Linked DNA regions of Callithrix jacchus: region 2 is linked to region 1. A link is a contact called in public Hi-C data. All regions are on one chromosome and are shown on one strand. The core of a region is the stretch at or near the end of the contact, and the rest is flanking DNA. Distances in the headings are between cores, read along the strand shown.

Region 1 (4,015 bases), core at 1,230-3,729:
GCATCTCAGTTGCTATAGGAGTGGTGGGAGGGAGAGTTGGCCCAAGGAGTCACGACACAAGGTCAGTAAGGCAGTATTTGAGGGTTGTGTCCTCTCGCAGGGAGGAAGGAAGGCCCCAGGTACCTGGGAAGAAAACTCTGAAATGGTGTTCCCCTGCCGGCAGCCTTCTCAGCATCTTCTGGGAAGACCAGATGGATGGTAATAAGGCCCTGTTTTCATGGGGCTTCCAAGAACCTTTCTCCAAAGCGCTTTCATATATGGGTAAACACACACGCACAGACACACACACACATACACACGCACAGACACACAGACACATATACATGCAGACACATTCACAGACACACACACACATACATATGCACAGACACAGACATGCACAGACACACATACAGACACACGCACAGACACACACATACAGGTGCACATACACACGCAGACACACAGACACAGCCACATGCTCACAGACACAGACACACATGCAGACACACATACATGCACAGACAGACACATACACATATGCACACATATACACATGTGCAGACACACAGACACATGCAGACACAGACACACAAACACACAGACATACACACAGACACACATACAGACACACACACACATGCACACATATACCCACATACACCCACACACCTACAGACACACACCCACCCACAGACACATACGCACACCATTCTTATCGTCAAAGCCAACTTCCATGCATGTAAAGTCCACCTGGCTTCATTTTATATGGCTAGGCTCCTCAGCTGGAGAAGGCCAAGGTCACACAGCTGGGAATAGGGAGAGCAGATGCCACCTGGATGCATGGGTAGTGACATACAGTTTCTGTCCTCAAGGTACCTTGCGGGCTCTCAGGGAATCAGTAGGCACACAGTACCCACTCTGCACCTGGCCGCAGCCTACTCTTGCCCACCGCCACAGTACCTGGGAGTCATCCTGAAGACACTGTGCATGCCATGTCTTCCCCTGGCACCACCCTGCAGCCTGCCCATGCCCCTCTCCAGCCTGAGCTAGGGGTGCATCTGCTTCCCTCCCAGCCCAGAGCCCTGATGAATTCCTCCTGTCACCTTCCATCAAGGTTCATGTTAGAGTTCCAGTTTGGAAAAGGGCTTCCCCCTCCTCCTCTCCCACCCCTCTGCCCAGATGGCGGCTCCCCTTCCCTAGGGACCAGTGATGCAGCAACTTGGGTAGCCTGCAGTTGCCATGGTGATATCCCTCTTTTAGGTTTCCATGAGGTGGGGATGACAGGGAGGGTGCAAGTTCATCCCATTTTCAGCTCCAGGTGAAGAGGGCTCATGGAGTGGAATCCTGCCCTTCTCCAGTGGGGTCTGCTCCTCCTCCCAGCTCGGACCCAGCCAGCTCAGTGGCATCACAGCAGCTGGGCAGACTGGAAGACAGATAGGGACACTGGACTGAAGAGAGATGGTGGGGGTGGACATGGGCATTGGCACAGTTGCTAAAAAATGGAGGCCAGGACCTGGGGTGGGAGCCAAGGCATCAGGGAGCTGGGAGGCAGGACAGGCTGGAGCCTCAGAGCCTCGGAAGAAACCCAGAAAGGGTGGGCCCCTTATTTCTGCCATCCAGCCAAGGGGTCTCCCGCTGCGCTTCCCCAGTCAAGAGAAGGCCCCTCTGCTCTTCCAACATGATCTGTAATTTCCGGCAGACATTTGAGGTCCCTGACATCTGCATAATGTGGGCCAGTCTCTTAGCAACGGGGAACAGCTGTCTGGCATTTCCAAGATTAAACTGTAACTATACGCGGTCCTTGCCAGGGGGAGGGGGTGGGGGAAGGGGATAAACACTGCCTCCTGGCATTTTCAAACTCATTTAGCTTTTATTCATTTCCTGCCTCCAGTAAAGAGGCCAGGGATTTGGGCTGGGCTGGGCTGTTACTGCCCTTGCTGCCGCCGCCTGCCACGCCGCTGCCACCACCTCCGCTGCTGAGGTTGCAGATGGCTCTTCTCCCTGATCTGTTTGCATGCGGGTCGGGGAGAGATAGGATTCAGCACTCGCCCCTTTTTTGTTGTTTTTTTTTTTTTAATTTTTTGTGGGTGCTGCGATCCTGGCACTGTAGCTGCAGCCCAAGGAGAAAAGCCAGGGTGGCCCATCAGTGAAAGCCCCAAGTCAGCTCCCAGCTGGGTTAATTCCATCAAGCTCCTTGGCTAAGAGCATGCTGCGTGCCCTTGTGCCAGATTCCTTCACTTGCCCACACCTTCACTTCCCTGTCTGTACAAGGACACAGTTCTACCCTGAGGTGGCTGTGAAGACTGCTTATGCACTCAGGCACCGGATTCATGATTAATCATCGTGGCTCTCTGCTCCTTGGATTACCTTCCAGCCGCCATGCTCTGTTAATGACCTCAGGCCCTGCCACTGTGGCAGAGAGACACAGGCCATTTCTTTGGGAACTGCCACCTTGAACTCCATTTCCCTGGAGCCCTAGGCAATGACACTTTTGCCCTGCAGGACTTAAGCAGGGCTCAGCCTGCCCTAGCAGGGCCCTCTCTGCGGCTGGCCTGGCCAGAGGTGTCCTCATCCCTTGACCTGCTTGGGACAGGCAGCTCCTGTTTCCCAATTCCTCCGCCAGCTCCTGCCACTTGGCCACAGCGCCTGAACTCGTGAACGTGGTGTTTTGGTTTTGCAGCAAGAAGGAAAAATAAAAGGGCGGGTGTGGGGCTGGACGGGAGGGTGAGAGGGAGAGAGAGGAGGAGGGAAAAACCCTCCAGCCGCCTGTGCCGGCCAGTTCCAGGAATGTGTTCTCCGACGTCAGTGCCAAAGCAGTGACCCAGGCGGTGACCAGGCCGGGTCTGGAGGCCTTCCCAGGAGAAGGGAGAGGCTGCTCCAGGGCCTGGAGGCCGCCTCGTCTCCACCTCCCCCACACCGCCTCTGCTGACTCATCGCTGCCCCAGCTGGCAGGAGCCTTTTCTGGGGATGGCTGTTGCTAAGATTCCTTGGAGATGACTGATTGCTTCTTCTTGAGCTTTGTGAAAACATGTTTGTAGACTGCACGCAAACACACACATGCACTCCTGGGGGCTTACACGCCTGGCCTGGACACCTGTGCATGGGCGTTTATGTGTCCAAATGTGTGTGCACATGGAGGACCAGAACACACTTCCTGTCCCCATCACCTCCGGGCGCACGTGTATGGGCCCGCACACCCCCACTCCACCCGAAAATAAGCTGAGACTTGCCAGGCTTTCCTGGCAGTAGGGGAAGTTGCTGCTGTGCCTGCTCTCATCTGAAGGAGTTTCAGGTTGCCTTGAAACATTCTTGGCCTCTGTCCCTCCTGCCCTCTCTGGATTTTTGGTTTGCTTCATTCTGCTGTAATGATCTAATCTTCCCTTCTCCCCAGGCCTGCCAAGTTTTTGATGTCTGGTGTTTCAGTCACTCAACTGGGAGCTGCTTGAGATCAGTCTGCCTGGCTTGGAACTGATTGCCGAAGAGGCTCCAGGGAGACTCAGTGCCTCTGTTTCCCTCCTGGGGAGAGAGGAGACTAGTGATGGCATTCTTGGAGGAGAAGCGCTGGGTCTTTCTCTGGGCTCTGCTGTTGAATGATGTGGGAGGTGTTTGTTCCTCCTCTGTGCTGGGCGGAGCCTTGGCTGGGGTGAGTGTGGGGTGCTCAGTGCTTAGCATGCAGCTCTGGATGCCCAGCCTCCAGGGCCTTGTAGCCAGTGCTGTGTGTGACCTTAGTCACATTGGGCTCTTACTGCCTTGGTTTCCCCACCTGCTGGGCTGAAATTGGACTCCTTGCTGAGTCTTCCAGTGTTTTAATATGACAGGGCTTGGCAGGCACTTGGGCACCAGGCAAGGTTGTTTGTCACCGGTTCTTGAAGGGGTGGAGGGACAGGCAGGCCCCGGGCCAGCACGGAGCCAACATTCTCCTCTCACCAGCTCTGCTAGGCTCAGGCTCAAGTGCGGCTTCTTTAAATGGACCCACCGCGGGGGCCAGATCCCAGGAGTGCTCTCTGCTGTGATTCTCAGCTGTTGCTAGGGA
Region 2 (4,063 bases), core at 141-2,640, 140 kb before region 1:
ATCTCAGCCCACTCCACCCTTCACCTCCCTGTTCAAGCGATTCTCCCGCCTCTGCCTCCTGAGTAGCTGGGACTACAGGTATGCACCACCACACCCAGGTAATTTTTGTATTTTTAGTAGAGATGGGGTCTCACCATATTGGCCAGGCTGGTCTCAAACTCCTGACCTCAAGTGATCCACCTGCCTCGGCCTCCTAAAGTGCTGAGATTACAAGCGTGAGCCACCACACACAGCTCACTTTTCTTCTCTCTTTACCTCTGTGCTCACCTTTTTTTCCCTAGGCAGGGAAAAATAATGTGTAAAAATAAAAAAAGAAAAAGAAACTTCCCTCCTTTCTTCTTTGCTTGTTGCCTGACTCCCTCATCCATCAGGGCCCTCCCCAAATTCCCATTTTTTAATCATCTCCTGCAGAGAGCAGCTCCCTCCAAAGTTCCTTCCCATTTACTCTCCAAGAAGGAGCCCCAGGCAGGAGAGCTGGGCATTGCCTGGACCCACATCAAAAGGTCCCTGCTGCACTGGAAGGCCCAAAGCATCCTATGCACATCCTGGCCTTGTGATCTGAGTGTGGGACTTTGGTGGCCAGGTCATCCAGGGGACACTATACAGGGAGCCTTGGGGTGAGAAGCCCCTCATGTGGGTCGGCAGCAGGGGAAGGAGCCCAAAAGCTGAGGGGGAAGAAGGGGTGTAGCTACATTAAATAAAGCTCCTTCTTCTTGCACCCACCAGCTTGCTGGCAGGATGCTACCTCTAGCATCCCAGGGAGCCAGAAAGGGGCAAGCATGGCTCTGCCTCCTGCCTGTGCACCTGGTGCAGACTCCACTGTGGTGTGGGGTCTCCAGCAGTGAGGACTAGGCTATATCCACCACTCTGGCCTGTGAATCCTAAAGGAGCCAGGGCACGACAGTCCACAGTGCCAACCTAGGGTCCTCTAACTCTCTATCTGGCCTGGCCCTGCCTCCCTTGTCCTGCCAGGCCTAGGGCAACAGCTATGACCCTCTAGGACTCTGCTCTGTGGAAGGAGCCCTTCTATTCTAGAGATTGTGTGGCTGCCAAGCCTACCAAGGGTCCAGCCTCCACTGCCCGGGGATCCTTTACTTCTTTCTTGTTCTAGAAGGAAGAATGGGGGCCGGGGGCATGATCATGGACAATACATCTCTTCTGTGCGAGGAGCCCTGTTGGTTTCCTGATACTTCAGCCTATTCACATCCCTTGACCGCCCTATAGATGAGGCTCACAGACTTGGGAGTGACAGGTGTGACCTGGCCACACAGCTGGAAGATATGGAGCTGAGACCCGTACCCAGGTCCTTCCACACCCAGGGCCGCTCATTCCTACGATGCCTCAGTGCAGCCTTGCTGCTCCGCAGGGTTCAGAGAGGATGCTTACCCTTTACTGCTGATGAGCAGAGAACCTAGCCACGGAAGGAAGTCCAAAGAGGGACAAGCTCCCAGGGCTCCTGGGGGCTCCCCAGCCCTCCCTGACCACTACTCTGCAGGGGCCCCTCCAGGGATCTTCTTGCTTCCCAGTCCTCTGTATGCTTCCCTGACACCTCCAGTTATGGAGCTCAGACCCTGCTTGCTGGAGTCAGGTCAGCCAGGCCTTGACCCCATCCCTCCCCTCCCCTCCTCATGGATTCACTGCCCTTTTTTGCTGGCATCACTCTGTCCCAGCCAGATCAGGAGGACCCCTTCTTCCAAGCTCTTAGCCCTTCCTGCCAACATCGTTTAGTCAAGATTGGGTTTCCTATGACAGCGAGTCAGCGAAATCTGATGGTTAACATGGCTCCCATCCCAGCTCTGTCATCACTAGCCATGTGACCTTGAGAATGTCTCGGAACATCTGTCTCCCAGTTTCTTCATCTATAAAATGGGGATGCTAATAGTGATGATTGCTAGGGCTGTTGCACGCATCATACACACGATCAGAACAGCTCCCTGCTGTGGTTCGTGCTCTGTACGTCTTTACTGTTATTGTTCTTTTTCTTCCTCCGAGCTCCTTCCACAGGATGGGTTCTTCTGCAGATCCACGGCTGGGAGGAAATTAGAGTGGGCTGGATGGAAACCAGGCCGTGGGCCTGATGAAACTGCCATATGGTGCTTTGCTCAGAGCTGTATACAGGAAGAAGTTCACATGCCAGTTGGGTGGTGGAGACTGGGGAGGAAAGTAACAGGGACAGGGCTTTGCAAATGCTCTGTTTTTTGCTCCCTACCTTTCCCTAAAGCCTATGGCCTCCAATCCCCATTGTCCCCTTTTTCTTCAGGTCTCTGGGTCTCTGATCATCTTGTGAAAAACATTATGGAGAGGCGGGATGGCTGGAAAGAGGAAGAAGTGAGATGGATAAGCACGCTGTCTAGTGGCTGTGCCCTGCGTGTGCTCAGCTACCAGCAAGTTCTACTGTGGTGTTCAATAGTAACTGTGGGCAAAGCCAATGTTGAGTCTCTCAAGCCAATTATGGTTTCTCTTGATTTCTTTCTCACTACAAGAGACCCTTAAAAAGGAAGTCATTCTTGGAGGGAGGTGGCTCACGCCTGTAATCCCAGCACTTTGGGAGGCCGAGGTGGGCAGATCACAAAGTCAGGAGATCGAGACCATCCTGGCCAACATGGTGAAACCCCGTCTCTACTAAAATACAAAAAATTAGCTGGGTGTGGTGGCTCATGCATGCCTGTAATCCCAGTTACTCGAGAGGCTGTGGCAGGGGAATCGCTTGAACCCAGGCGGAGGAGGTTGCAGTGAGCCGAGATTGCGCCACTGTACTCCAGCTTGGTGACAGAGCAAGACTCCACTTCAAAAATAAATAAATAAAAGGAAGTCATTCTTGATACAAAGCACTGGGAGCCCTCATAGTTGGCCCTAAAACAACCAACAGCCCCTTATCTGGCACATGTGTATTCCTTTGTCTTCCCTGCTGTGTTGCCCCTGAGAATACCACATCTGTCCTGTTCGCCCCTGAGTCCTGATGCACCGAGCCTGAACTAACAGTCAATCCGTATTTGTAGACAGGATGATGGAGGAGGGATCTGCAAACTTGGGAGCTTTACGAGGGAGCTAACACCCTTGAGAGGGCCTCATACAATGTCTAGCACATGGTAGGTACCCCATAAATGCCTCTCGACTCTGAGTCTGGGGGGGCTGTTTGGTTGTCACCCATTTTGATGTGTTTCTGGGCTAACACCTCCAGCAAGCAGGTATGGCCACACCCAGCCTGTCCAGGCTCAGCTAAGGAACCAGCAGCCAGTCCTTCCTGTGCAACAAGCCTAGCTCCAGCAACTCACACTGACGACCCCCAGCCAGCTCTCTCCGCAGTGATACGTGCCTTCTGCCACGCAGGGCCTTTGAGGCACTGTGTCTGTTTCAGGGTTGCCTCCTGAGTAGGGTAGAAGCTACCTCTACCAACCCTCTACTCAGCAGAAAATGTCCCTTGCTAGCACTGATCTAAGGGGAAACTGGCCCCACAGGCCCCTTGACAGGCTTCTTGAGGATAAGGAGGAGTTTCCCTCCTGGGTTCCTTTCTCGGCATTGAGGACTAAGGCACTTTCCCAGCAAAGGAATTCATTGTCTGACTAGTGCTTCCTGGAAGTCAAAACACGATCAAGATCAGGTGACGAGGGGCCTCCAGAAGCCTTTGTCATAGTCATTTCCATTCTTTTATGTAACTTGGCCAGCCTAGACACACAGGTGACCTAATGTACTGCACCTGCCCACCTTGGGGACTTTGTTACACAAAGTCTTGCCACCAGTGGTTCTCAGACTTCAGCATTCATCAGAAGCCCCTGGCATGCTTATTCACAGATTCTGAGGCTCATCAGAATATGTGGGGCCTAAGAATTTGCCTTTCTTTTTTTTTTGAGATGGAGTTTCGCTCTTGTTACCCAGGCTGGAGTGCAATGGCACGATCTCAGCTCACCGCAACCTCCGCCTCCTGGGTTCAGGCAATTCTCCTGCCTCAGCCTCCTGAGTAGCTGGGATTACAGGCATGCGCCACCATGCCCAGCTAATTTTTTGTATTTTTAGTAGAGACGGGGTTTCACCATTTTGACCAGGATGGTCTCGATCTCTTGAC

Evidence for each region. Hi-C and Micro-C count contacts between places; a contact is called where the count stands out from the background.
Region 2: a contact with region 1 is called in a Hi-C map of skeletal muscle, with 3 times the contacts expected there. The contact joins two enhancer-like sites. A contact is called at or near these places in 2 of 3 Hi-C or Micro-C datasets (both in skeletal muscle).

Annotation. Positions count from the first base shown.
Region 1 is chr8:111,848,480-111,852,494 of calJac240_pri, reverse strand. No RefSeq gene overlaps it. Among named protein-coding and RNA genes, the nearest start is that of LRRC74A, 96 kb to the right of the region's middle. Within about 2 kb of position 2,479, at least 14 of the 16 cell types and tissues checked have an H3K27ac peak or open chromatin away from gene starts, as enhancers often do. A contact at or near this core is called in skeletal muscle, where this site is marked.
Region 2 is chr8:111,992,113-111,996,175 of calJac240_pri, reverse strand. The region is part of intron 1 of CIPC (CLOCK interacting pacemaker); the gene reads right to left. Among named protein-coding and RNA genes, the nearest start is that of IRF2BPL, 35 kb to the right of the region's middle. Within about 2 kb of position 1,390, at least 6 of the 16 cell types and tissues checked have an H3K27ac peak or open chromatin away from gene starts, as enhancers often do. A contact at or near this core is called in skeletal muscle, where this site is marked.